Regions from separate parts of the Mus musculus genome. Here region 2 is linked to region 1. A link is a contact called in public promoter capture Hi-C data. All regions are on one chromosome and are shown on one strand. Each heading gives the region's core, a stretch centred on a gene start, on an enhancer-like site or on the middle of the called end of the contact. The rest is flanking DNA. Distances are from core to core; before and after follow the strand shown.

Region 1 (7,019 bases), core at 1,309-3,808:
TCTTACCACAGAACGAAACGCCGGATGCAACTTCAGGTGGCCAAGCTCCGGACTCGGTTGTGGTCCTGCCCCACTCAATGCCATGCATTCAAAGAATTCAGTTCACTATAAACCTTTGAACACCAGGGAAGCAAGCAGCCACTGTTGCTGAGGGCTTAGTTTTCAGTCAGGCAGGATTCCGCTGGTGTCCCATACGGGCCGGACTATGTTTTGGCTTTACCCAGCACTACTCTGGAACAGGATTTCTTCTCTCATCTACTTGCCACTTGATTCTCATTGGCCTGTTTTCCCCATTGCTCCCTCTCCTTTGCCTCCTGGCTTCTCGTAACTGACAACCTACTCTTAACTTCTGCAAGACAAAGCCTTCTAATTTTTAAGACTCTTTTTATGTATGTATGTATGTATGTATGTATGTATGTATGCATGTGCGCCGCATGCATGCTTGGGGGCTGAGGAGGCTAGGAGAGGTGTGGGCGGATTCCCCGAACTGAGGACACACACAGTTGTGAGCTGCCATGTTGTGGGTCCTCTGAGAAGCTGCCAGTGCTCTAACTGTTGAGTCATCTCTTCAGCCACCACCCTCCCCTCACTTCGCAGTGCTGATTATTCACCTGGCTGTGGAGAAGTGTCTTTGCTTTATGTCATCCATCTGTCTGTCTGTCTATGTTGTAATCCATCTGTCTGTCTATGTTTGCTTTTGCTTTCCGTGATTTGGGGTCGTAGATGGTAAATCTTTGCATAGCCCAACAACACTGAGCGGTTCTCCTCTATTTTCTTCTAATGTTTCATGGCTTTGTATATTACTCCTTCTCAGTTGATGATGAAAGACATGGTCTAGTTTTATTCTTCTGCATGTGGATACCCAATTTTCCTCAGAAACATTTGCTAAAGAGACAGTCCTTTTCCCAGTGTATGCTCTTAGAACACTGAGTGAATATTTATTAGCATCTATAGTTTTTGAAGCCTCTGATGATTTTTGCCAATAGCCAGAGCTGAGGGCTACTGGGCTAACCTGACACATGTTTCAGAAAGACTCCATAAGAATAAAAGAAAACCTGGCATTTCTGTAAAAAGACATGGCACCTTGTAGGATTCCCATCAAACTTATGTGAACATGAGACCCTTGTACAAAAACATGTGTTAACATAGATGGAAACTGCTTTTGGATCTCCACGGAGACCAGCAATGAAGGCCGATACCCTTGCTACACTTTCAAGCAGAAAGCCCCACACTGTTAACTGTGCAGGATAAAGACCAAGCCTTTCCTCAACAAGGATAAAGAAGCAGCTACCCCATGTTCTCAGCAGGGACAGATGCCCGATGTCATAATTAAAAGGGATCTGACATGCTACCTAACACACACACACACACAAACACACACACACACACACACACTCTCATCTGCTCACACATGCTCAGTTACGAACATACATGCTCATACATGCTTACTTACACACAACTACACATGTTTATACATGCTCACACTCTCACACACACGCTCATACATGCTCAGTTACAGACATACATGCTCATACATGCTTACTTACACACAAATACACATGTTTATACATGCTCACACTCACACACACATACACACACGCTCACACATGCTCAGTTACAGACATACATGCTCATACATGCTTACTTACACACAAATACACATGTTTATACATGCTCACACATACACGCTCTTACATTCATACACATACTGACACACATATATACTCACTCACAAACACAAATACACATGCTCATATACGCTCACACATGTATACACGCTCTTACATATATACATACACAAACACTCTCTCACACACATATGCTCTCACATATATCCTCACACTGACACACACACACACACTCACACATGAAGCCCTCCACGAGCATCCTCTCAGTGAGCTGTCCAACCACGAGGGACCTCATTCCTTCACAGGACAACACATTTCATTGCTGGGCAGATCCAGTGTCTGTTATGTTGGCCACGAAGCAGCCTCCCTCTAACCTCTACTGTTCACAGCTCAGTGATTTGGCTGAGCAGCAGAAGCCTCCCTTCTTCTCGACGAGTGCCCCTCGGTACTCTATTAAAGTGGGACAGGGAACACCACTGTACACACAGGACGGTACAGGAGCCAAGCGACGTAGATTTGAGCTGAAGCCCTGGCCCAGACTTTCCGGCATGACAACTAAAGTCCCTTAGGCCTGACTTTCATCATGGTTATAAAAACTGCATAAACACAAAGACAACGGAAAACTGGTGTTCTTGTGAACAGTGAATTAAAAGTGTAAGTCAAGTGCTTTACGACGGCCAAGCACAGTACAAAACATACTTGTGAACAGCGAATTAAAAGTGTAAGTCAAGTGCTTTACAACGGCCAAGCACTGTTCAAACAAGTTGATGCTTTAGTAGTACTTTAAGGTACAATATTTCTGTTTGAGCAGCTTTTTGGCCAGTTCAATCCTGTGTTAGCCTTGTCTGCGGAAGCTAGGCTCATTCAGCTGCTAAGCTAGAAGTGAACACTGTTCACGAGAGCTCCACAGCGCCCTCTATCTGCCTCTTGCTTCAGCAAGCCAGTGAATTCCAGCACTGTTGCAAGACCGAACGGTGTGCAGATACCACCTGCTGACTTGTGACCAGGAAAGATAAAGAGTAGCAGTCCCAGAACAAGGCCTGGTCTAGAGTCTTCTGTTCACTACGTAGGCGGCCTTGGTCAGATTTGCTTACCCCAGGTTCCCATACACACGAGGAGAGAAGCAGGATATTTTACATGGTATCTATTAAAACAAAACAACACGCGTCAAGCTCCCAGCAGGATATTTTGTTCATTTGACTGAAGGGTATTTTAACCAGTGTGGTTTTTAAAAAATTAGTGAAAATCTCTTTGAAAAGTCTACATTGTCTTCTAAAACAGTGGGCTTCACCTACATGGAGACAGCGTTCCAGTCAGCGTCAGTTCTGCATGGGACCCACGTACACCTCCTCTTAGGCTTTCCTGTCTTTCTGTACGTAGGCTCTCTGGTCTCAGCCTCATTGTGCTGCCCAGGCTGCCTGCCTCTCAGTGCGTAACCTTCCTGTCTCTGTGGCCCAGCTGCTGGCATTACAGGTATATGTCCTTGTGTTTGGCCAGATAAGCCAATCTTCAACCGTGTGTGATTCCAGACCACTAGTAACCGTTTTACTAACAAAATTGGCAAAATAAAGTTTTAGAAGTAAATTGATTCCTGGGAACAATTTGGTTATTCTGTAATTCCCAAAAGCTTCTACTGTAAAAATAACATCTTTAGTCTGTGTACTCATTTGAAAGTCCCTCCCTGTGAGGGGTGCATCTGTGTCCAACTTGGTTCTGTAACTACATTCCTGAGGTCAGGGAACAGAATTTGTAAAAACTCAGAGAAACGGATACATCTCCAAAGGAGAAATACAAATGGCAGCAAACACAAGAGAAGATGCTTGCCATCATTTAGCCATTGGAGAATGCCAGAGCAAACCACGAGGCTTCCCCATCTGTGCCAAGCAACCCTAACAGAAAGACAGACAATAACAAGTGGTGGGAAGGAAGTCAGGAAGTCAGAGCCCAACACACAGCTGCTGGGCCGTGAACCACAACACTCCCCTCAGCACACAGCTGGCATTTCCTCAAAAGTCAAGCAGAGGAGGTACCGTTATCACTTAGGATTCTATTCTTAGGTACACAGAAAGGGGAAATGCAAACATACATTCACAAGAAAAGCTTTTCAACAACATTATTCATTATAGGCAACAGGCGGAGACAACCCAGAAGTTCACATCTTGGCAGATAAGCAGATGAATAAAGCTTGTGAGTATACTGGTAAAGTATGTATATACGCACATGCACAGTATAGGAGAAGGCTACTGGCCAACCAAAAGACACTTGGTATTAACACACGCCTCACCATGGATGGCCCTTGAATTCATTATGCTAAGTGAAAGAAGGGAGACACAAAACGGCCCATGATGTTTGACTCTGTGCATGTGAAATGACCAAAACAGTCAAACCTATAGAGACAGAGGAAGATGGGCCATTGTCAGGAGATGGGAGGGACAAGGAATATTTTCTTTTAAGGGTGATGAAAATATTTCAGAATTGACTTTGGTGGTGGTGGTTGTCTGACTAAGCAAATATGCTAAGAGCCAGGGAACTATACATCTAAATGGGTGGGTATGTGGTATGCAAATCATATCTCAATAAAAGCTATTAAAAACTCAATAGAGGCACACAGTCATTAAACTATAAGACTCAAGGATCAATTAAATTTAAATCAGAGTGCCGAGTACATGTGTGTGTCTATAATGGCATCTTATGTGGATAATTGCTTTATATGTTCGATTGCTTTAAACCCATTTTTACATTTATATTATTTTTCAGGAGCAGCTGAATTTTAGGGAGGTAAATAATAAACAAGGCTATTGTGGCTCTGGAAATGACATTCTTTTATTTTACTACCTAGGATTGACTCGACGGTGTAAAATGCTATTAGGAGAAAGAATGGCCAAGTCTGAATGAGAGCATGTATTTCATCGTGAAGATAAAAGTCTTTCTTCTCTCTAGTGAATACAGGTAATTTCAGAAGCAGCGACTCCTAATTATTCAGTGTTGAAAAGCTAAAAAAAAAAGGTTCACATTGAAAACAGTGACCTCCAGTTTGCTCTGTGAATGAAGACAGACACAAATTCTCATTTTCCTGGAATCCTGGTTGATAAGTGAGTTGGGGAAATGCATGCATTTCTTCATTACAGTGCAGTCGACTGTTCATTTAAATAACAATGACGGGCATAAAAGCCACAGCCGCATTATCTAGCAGTTCTACTGTGTTGAAACGCATTATTAGAGTGAACAATGCCAAGTACAGTAAATAAATGGCTGTCCCTCATTTTAGCATTATTCCTGCTTGCTTAGCTTTGTGAGAGGGCACCATCATTACGATGGCTGCATTCAACACCTTGGCCAACACCATTCACATGCATAACTCTTGAGCTGGGTTTACAAGTAGTTACGGTCTTTTCTAGCTCACGGAAAGCGAGGGGGAAGTCACCCCACCCGGTACTTAGGTATCAGGTAGTTTCAACGGAAAATAGTTGCAGAAATCAATGTTTGTTCACTGTGTCTGTGTTAAAACGGAAGCCTCCATTAGGGACAGCACACACAATAGGCTGGTTTAAAGTTGTGAAGTCTGTACCCACAATCCGACTTGAAATCAACTGTGTAAGAACTTGCTATTGGTTCTGCCTTTCACGTCAAAGTAGACACCGTCCTTTACTTTCTCTTCCATTGCCTGAAATGACTAGTGTCTTAGCCCAAAGCTCCAGGCAAACTTGGCTCTGAGTGCATCTTCTGTCTCCCAAACGTAGGAAAAATAAAAGAAGCTATTTGGAATGATTTGGTCTTGAGTCTCCAGCTTGCACACTTAAGGTGACCTGGGGTACAGTATGTGACAGAGGAAGAGGAGAGAACTTGAGCAGGCGAGGCCGTCACAGACAACACAAGCTTGCAGCATGTCTTTCCAGCCAGGCTTCCAGACATGCGCATGAAGTCACAGACAAGACTTCCTATGAATCAACAAGCATCGTCCTCATCCAGTCATGATTCAGAGTTTATCATTCTTTAGCAGTGAGTCACTTTCTCCCCACCCTCATTGAACCTCTAGATTTTCTGTACAGCAAAGCTCAGGGCAGGAAGAAGTGCAGTGCACAGTTTGAAGCTGTGTTTGGGTAGCAAGCCCGGCCCTGTCCCTCACTGGGTTTGTGCAGAGTGCCCACCCATAGCCCCTGCCTTGCCATTCCATGCTGCTGTTCGTAGCCCTGCTCTAATGCTCCTTTATCCAGCTTCTTCATCTCAGGCCAGGCATCCCACGGCAGCAAGTGCAACACAGTTAAGAACACCCCTGTGCATGCCTGCTGCTGTGCCTCTCCAAAATTTATATCATGTAAAGTTTCTCACTAGACAGATGCCCCCTCCCCATTTTACCAGATCTTTACTCTGCCATGACTTCATGTGGGTGAAGGAAGCCTGAGACAAGAGGGCTGGCTGCACAGGATGGATGGGAGGAGTGTCCCACATGTTTCAAATGTTTCTTGCTCTTTCTTGATCCCAACCGGAACCTCTCTTTACCCTGTGAACTCTTAGAAAAACGATGCATCCCTTCCTTCCCTGGCATCTTCCCTTGAGTGGGACCTTATGGGACCCATACCTTCTCCTTGGACTCATCTCCTCTCTGGGGAGCCTAGGAGGTCCGCTCCCAGCTGGTGCGCTCCTGTGTTGATGCACATCCTGACTGCTGAGATGAGCTCTTCACAAGTTTGCAGTTTGCTTGACAAAGCAGCTGCCTTGCCAGGCTTTGGTGTACTTACAAAGTAGTTAGTGGTTCAGAAATCTCTTCCCTGGGGTTAGCAGCCTGCCTCCAACACGTGTACAAGGCCCTGGTCTCAGATACGAGCAACAAGTGACATCAACAGGCACTGCAAAGATGCAGGGTAGCCTGCCAAAGTCTTCAGAAGCTTACTGTGCCCTTGAAGTGGGTCATCCTCAGGAGCTGTCGCTTTTCATCTACCCAGCAGGTGTGTGTCATCAAATAAATATCATAAAATGTCTTCCAGTCTGCAACAAATATCTGGCAAGGAAAAGAGGCGCGAGGGCCTGCTGCCTATCGTGCTTGACGGAGGTGCGCCTCCAGAGATGCCCTTCCTAAAAATGGGAAAAAGCAGTATTTTATGAGCTAAAGGTTTCCTACCCCTGTTATTTTGGCCTTCTCTCCCGTTTATCCACTCTCCTCATCCTCTCAGCCAGCAAGTTTCCTAAAGTACTCTCAGGGCTGTAAGTTCATAAGTGTTCAACAAAGGAGACCCTCGAAGCTCGGTGCCACAAAACTATATTTCCCCTCAAAGTCCGTTAGTTTAAAAAAAAAAGTAGGTCAACTGGTTTTCTTGGTTTTCATCATCACCATGGTTTAAAGTTTAAATTATTGATGCTCTTTTCCTTATGTTGGAAGCATTAGGAGACAGT
Region 2 (6,512 bases), core at 2,142-4,641, 1.3 Mb before region 1:
GAGTGCCTATTTAATATATCAAATTGGACCTGGCTGATAGGTTCTCCCAGCATCCCTCAGTCCCTACCTGTTACAGGGTATGACTGGCATACCCCACCCCCAACCCCTAAACTTCTCCAGCCCAGGGTCTGGGCTGCTCTTCCCCCAGCTGCCTTTCCCTATATAATCTGGCCATGTTGGTTCTCCAGGCTTTTGTCTACCCTTTTCTCTCCTGGCTCTCCCTCTCCCCGGCTCCTCACAGAACCCAGGTCAGGGTCAGGTTCCCTCTGGACTCTCTTAGATGTCTCTGTCTCTGCTCTCCCTCATGTCTATAATAAACCTCCTACTACACCATACCTAGGAGCAGTCATGTCCTTCCTTTTTTAATTTCTTTTTCTCTCTTTTCCTTCAGCTATCATGCCGGTCATTATCTTTTCTTCATTTTTATTAATTTCTAGAATATAGAAAAAGAAGAGTTCTCATTGGTGAGGTTACAATCAGTTTCTCCTAAAACAAACATGTTTGAAACTGCTGTTATTAACGAAGCCCATGATTTGTTCGGATTCCTGCCCTGCTTCTATACATCTTTTTAGCCAGAATCTAACATCACATTTAGCTATCTTCCCATAGCCAAGGCAGTTTCTCCTGATTGACAGCTTCCAGGAGCACCGAGGAGGCTTTTGGAAGCATCCTCCTGGTCCTGGGGTTTGTCTGATGCACTTGATAGGAATGGAGTATGAGTTGTTTGGAAGACTACAGAGGCAAAGTCACACTTTTATTGTAGGATACTGTCTGATACATTTTATGAACATGATTCACAATAATGAATAACAGGCGTCATCATATGACTGACATTTATTACATTTCTGCCCCGTAAAGTTTCCCCCTTTCCACACAATGTGATAGAGGAGAAAGTCGTTATGCCCCACCTCTGAACAGAATATGTCCTACGCTATTTTACACACTTCTTGCTCCAAACTCGTAGCCACGCCTTGTAACTTTTCAGTCCAGGCTCTTTGGTGGAAAATAGAGATGTGGAGAGTAAGGGTGTGCGTTAGGCTGTTGGGATTCTTTTCAGTAGTCACCCATCACCCCCAGGACTGAATTCCAGGCCTTCCCCCATGCTAAGGCAAATATTGTAGCACCGACTTCTCCATGAAAAAAATAAATCTCCAATTTCATCGTGATATTTCTAAATCCAAATGTAGGATTGCTGTAACTTTAGCTTGTTCAAAACCGATTTTTAATGATGGCTCTTAAACACTTTAGCCTCCCTTGGAGCCCACCACCCACCAGAGTTAGTGGAAAAGAAAGGATATGGGGGTTGTGGGGGGAGAGTGGACCTGTTTAGAAAGGTTCTTTGGAGCAACTCCCATCTGTGTTGTCAGGAAATCATCAGTTCACTTCACAGTTCAAAGACAGCAGCAGCTCGATCCACGTGCAAACACTTCACAGACACACCAGCAGTTCAGTTCAGTGGAGTCAGGATAGCAAGCAGGAAATCAGCAGCGGTGGCACGACCTAGCAGAGACAGCCAGGCCCCAGCCTTTGCTTTAGCATCCTCTCCTGTGTCTGCTTCAGGGAAACATTCCTTCACTTAGCCTTTCATGCCTGTGTCCACTTTAACGGAACACTCCTTCATGTGTTTGCCCCAGCAGAACACCATCCAGCACGTTCCAAAGAACCCTTAGCGTTTCCACTTCAGATTGCAGCGTTTCCATCTCATCTCTTTGGTTTTACACCTGTATTTCTTCTCTCTTATGATTTAAAAAATTAGTTTCCCAGACATGCTTAATACATTTTCTTACCAGTTATAAGTTCTGAAGTACATTTCAGAAATAATGCTAATGTTACTTCTAACAATATGAACAGATAAACAACTCAGTGTGTCTTCCCTCCTTTTGGGATAACATACCTTACTAGGAATGTTTAAAGTCCAGCCATTCTTTTCAAAGTAAGAAAACCTATGTATGTCTGTATGAATGCATGCATGTATGTATATACGTATGCATTTAGGAAAAGGGTCTCCTGCAGGCTAAACCCTAAGTGGTTCCTACTTGCACCTCCCAAATGCCTGGATAACCATTGTAAGCCACTACTCCCGGCTCAACCCATAGTTAGGGTCTCATTTCTGTGAATTGACACTCTTCACACCAAGGCAACTCTTATAAAAGACAACATTTAATCAAGGCTGGTTTTACAGGTTCAGAGGTTTAGTCCATTATTATCACGCTGGGACGCACAGCAGTGTGCAGGGGGTTGAGGGTTAGGGTTAGAGACAAAGAGCAGAGAGCTCTACCTCTTGATTGGAAGGCAGCAAGGAGGAGACCGAATATGTCTCACACTGGGTGTAGCTCAAGCATTTATATGAGAGCTCAAAGCCTTCCTCCACAATGACATACCCTGTCCAACAAGGCTACACCTCCTAATAGTGCCACTTCCTATGGGCCAAGCATTCAAATACATGAGTCTATTCAAGTCACCACCGCACCTTAATTGTAAAACGTACTGTAATACATTACCATAATTTGAGGAGGGAGTTGTCATTTTCTGATTAAAAAAAGACAGAGGGTTAGTAATATACCACATTGAAGATTTTCCTCCTCAGCAATTATGAAAGTAATTTAACAGTAATATGCTTGGATTTACAAACTTGCCACTGAAGACGAGTCTTAACTATTTTCACTTACAACTGTCTACACGGCCCAGAACTTTAACACATCTTTTCTCCGGACAGAGGTGGTTTGCAAAACCTCCAGACTAAAACTGCTCACCTTCCCTACCTCCTCCAACTGGGCTTAGTCACTATAATATACAACCTGCGTGCAACCATGCAACCGGATGGGTTACGCAGCCCAGGCAGGCTTAGGTCCTCTGCGTGGAGCACACTAACAAGCTTACTAGTAAACAATGGCACTCGGTGCCACTTGGAGATCCCAGGTCAATTATTATTATGGAAACCCTGCAGAGCTCTCTCCCAGAGATGAAGCTCGCATGCCCAAGTCAGCTGCTCCTGCGGACTTGGCTCACCCACAGGCAGCGCAAAGTTTGCACCATCAGAACCGGGAAGCCACAATCTCTAGTTCTCTTTTATTACTTTATGCCACTGACTCATTAGATGACCGGCCAAAGGGTGAAGAAAAAAAGATGGCAACTTCCTTCCGATAGAAAGCACCGGCTTGGGACGGGAAAGGGAAAGAGTGGCCCAACCGGACAACAACAGCCTGCTACAGCCTCCTTGGGCTTAAGTGGAGGTGGCACGGAGATGCTGGGCGGGGCCTCTAGAAACCGCGAGGACTGGAGGCGGCGCCTCGAAAACCACGCCCGCCTCCAGGTGCTTAACGTCACGCGGTCCGCGCCGCGCTGATTGGCTCGTTCAGGGAGCCCCGCCCCCTCAGCTGTAGCCGCGCCGGCTTAGGCGTCGCCGCCATCTTTGTTGATGTGTCAGCTCCGCAGGGGTTTTGGGGGAAAACCTCCGCTGAGAGCCCGGGATCTGCAGTGGTCTCCGCGCGTGACTTCCTCACCCACTCCGCGTCGGCTACACGCCGCCATGGGTTCGTCGGCCCTGGAGCCGGAGCTCCATCGGCCTCGCTAGGGTGCGGCCCGGGGCTGGACGACGGACGGTGAGTGGCCGAGGGGCGTCCGGGACGGGCGCGCTCGGGGAGCGCTGGTCTGCGCGCGTGGACGTGACGGGGTGGTAGCCCCGGGCTGTACGCAACTCCGCGCGTGGACGTGACGGGGCTGGCGGGGCCCTCGGGGGGCTGTGCCCGGAGGCGCGGCCGCTCCCCCGCCGCACCAGCGCGGTATCTCCGGGGACGCGGTCCGCAGCGTTCGGCTTTTCCAAAGATCCCGATGTATTTTCATATATTTTCACCTTGGTAGGGAAACCATTTCAGATTTCTCTCTCCCCTTCTACCTATCCTCAAAGTAGCAATCCCAGGGAAACAGCGCGCGGGGAGAATGATGGCTCAGCTGCCAACAATTCGTAACTTGTTACAATATTCACATCTTGATTGTTATTTAGAGAGGAGACTCGGGTTTGTACGCAGAACACCTGGGTTAGAGTCAGAAAAGACTACAGTAAAAAAATATGACAGCGAACCAGAAAAGATGTCTCAGACCCAGTGTCACGCACGGTCCTTTGATGTCCCAGCCTTTTCCTTTCTTCTGAAGTGGTACACAGGGTGCTTGTCTGAGGAAAAGATGAAACAAATCAGTTATGACAGTGTTTCAAAGTGCACGTGTAGCCAGCCATCCCAAGGAAAATCGGTCTGTTAAGTGTTAGGTTTATTAGCGTGGATGTGGCCTTTGTGCACTTAATTGTGAAGGAGATTAAGGACCCAGAGACAAGTGATACTGAAACGGATGCGTCTTGTGTATCAAGTCCACCGTGTGCAGCTACTTTTTAGCTCTTCGTTAATTAATGGTTACACAAATGAAACAACAGTAATGATTGGCCTACTTCTTTTATGGTTCCTTTTTGGTCTTCCCATGTTCCCATGTGCAGATTTTGGGCAGGCCATAATCTTGTACTGTTGCACCAAGGCCTTCCTTCTCCTTTGTACAGGGTAATAGGTAAGTATGACTTTGGAAGGCTACCAGAAGACACAGGGACTGTGTTTAGTTTTTTTGAAGGCCTTTTCTAATTTAAAACAATAGAAACTTAAGGTGTTTGATTGAGAACAGGTTCCATGGAGTAAGGGTGACATTTCCCAGTCTGATTTTTTTTTTTTTTTCCAGACTGAAATCCTGAGTGGTAGAAGAAGGGGCACTCATAAACCTTTAGTTCCTTCACACAGGAACCAAAGACTTATTCTTTGATGCTGTGCAGTGCGGCAGCATGGCTGCTGCTGATTCCTTAGTGTGTTCAGTCCTGAAAGTGACTGTGATGAACAGAACACTCAGCCCAGCTCTCTGAGGAAGCTGTGATGGTTGGGAGCCCAGGCAGCCTCACTGAGAAAACTGTCTTTCCGTTTGACAGCATCTACCCTGGTTTACAAAAGTCATTCAACTCACTGTAAAGAAAGAATATTCAACTTCAAATTCTGCTTTGTTTGTTTGTTTGTTTTTAATAATAAAACTAAAATTTTTCTTTTATTTTTTTTGTCTTTAAATGACTAAGGTCAGGTTTTGATTTTTCTCATAAACATCACTTCATTTACAATAGTTTTATTTAGTATTTATTTTAAAAGCAGCAACAGGATAGATAATTTAGACCTACAAATGCTCCTGTAATCTTACACCATTTCAAACTTATTTGAACTTGCTTAATGGAGAGTTTGCATCCAAGAAGTAAACTATTAGGTAAAGGGGCAGTAGACACCAAGAGCAGAAGCAAACTCTAGGATACTGCCAACTGTCTTGAGCGTAGTGGAAGCAAACTCTAGGATAATGGTAACTGTCATGAGTGTATTTCTTAAAGCTTGAGCTGGTCATTCATTGTAGGCTTATGTAGTAAGTACTAAATAGGTGTTGTTTTTAATAAAACTTAAATCTTACCAAATTAACCAAATTCAGGCATAAGTACAACTCTTTTAGTAAATGTAGAAATTCTATTTAATTGAATTCATTTTTCTGATATTTGGTTTTCATATTTTTTTTAAAGATTTATTTTATATATATATCAGTAGACTGTCACTGTCTTCAGACACACCAGAAGAGGGCATCAGATCCCATTATAGATGGTTGTGAGCCACCATGTGGTTGCTGGGAACTGAACTCAGGATCTCTGCAAGAGCAGTCAGTGCTCTTAACCGCTGAGCCATCTCTCCAGCCCCATTTTCAGATTTTTTTGAAAGAACGGTTAAATAAAAGTACTTACGTTTTTCTCAGACTTTATTGCAGTTGATACATTCTGTACAAGTCGCTTCAAGGTAGAGTTCTGTATTAATGTTATGCCTCAATACTTTAAAAGCCATTTTAGAGTCTAAAGTACCCAAACCATGGTTGCCTGTTTCAGAGGTGAGAGTGTTACTGCTGCAAGATATCAGCTATCCAGTGTCTCACTGAAGATACAGTAGGGGAAACTCAAGAAGACAGGAGCAGCTGTGGGCTGTGTGCCGTCTGTGTGACCGTTAGAGAGCTGAGGCAACTTAGTACATTCAAACTGTAGTTGGGCTTGATGCTGACTCTGAAGTCTTCCTTCTTGGAGAACCAGTTCTAGAGATCTTTGAAACAACAGTCTTAGCTTTCTCCTCTTAAAGTAAGACTGGGTCTAGGCAAGCTTGCCTTCTGTGAAACCCCAGTCCCGGCTCTTTGCATCCGGGAAATGTGACTGACTAGTATTTCTTACACAGCTTCTCTTCTGTTTCTCTGCTTTGTTATTTTAGTTTAAAAGCTTAATCTAGCAAAGTGTGTCAGCATTTACTATTTAGGGATTATGAGGAGATACTGATTGGATGCTTTTTGATTTTTTACTTTTGACTTGAGATGACGGGCCAGAATTTTGCTAGAGCTGATAGGAAAGGAAAGGAAGTGACTTTAGTTATGCTACTTTCAAACCCCTTGGGAAATATGCAAAGACTGTCTTAAAG

The links. Promoter capture Hi-C pulls out the DNA fragments that hold promoters and counts their contacts.
Region 2: a contact with region 1 is called in a promoter capture Hi-C map of pre-B cells, with 2.9 times the contacts expected there. The contact joins the promoter of Ccdc186 here to the enhancer-like site in region 1. A contact is called at or near these places in 5 of 39 promoter capture datasets (the C10 cell line, hippocampal neurons, liver and 1 more) and 1 of 115 datasets of contacts at active chromatin or transcription factors (extraembryonic endoderm stem cells).

Annotation. Positions count from the first base shown.
Region 1 is chr19:55,541,255-55,548,273 of GRCm38.p6, reverse strand. The region is part of intron 7 of Vti1a (vesicle transport through interaction with t-SNAREs 1A); the gene reads right to left. Among named protein-coding and RNA genes, the nearest start is that of Gm41871, 160 kb to the left of the region's middle. Within about 2 kb of position 2,558, at least 87 of the 459 cell types and tissues checked have an H3K27ac peak or open chromatin away from gene starts, as enhancers often do. A contact at or near this core is called in pre-B cells, where this site is marked.
Region 2 is chr19:56,819,078-56,825,589 of GRCm38.p6, reverse strand. It overlaps Ccdc186 (coiled-coil domain containing 186), which reads left to right and starts at 3,391. Exons shown (of 16, transcript NM_170757.2): 1 at 3,391-3,602.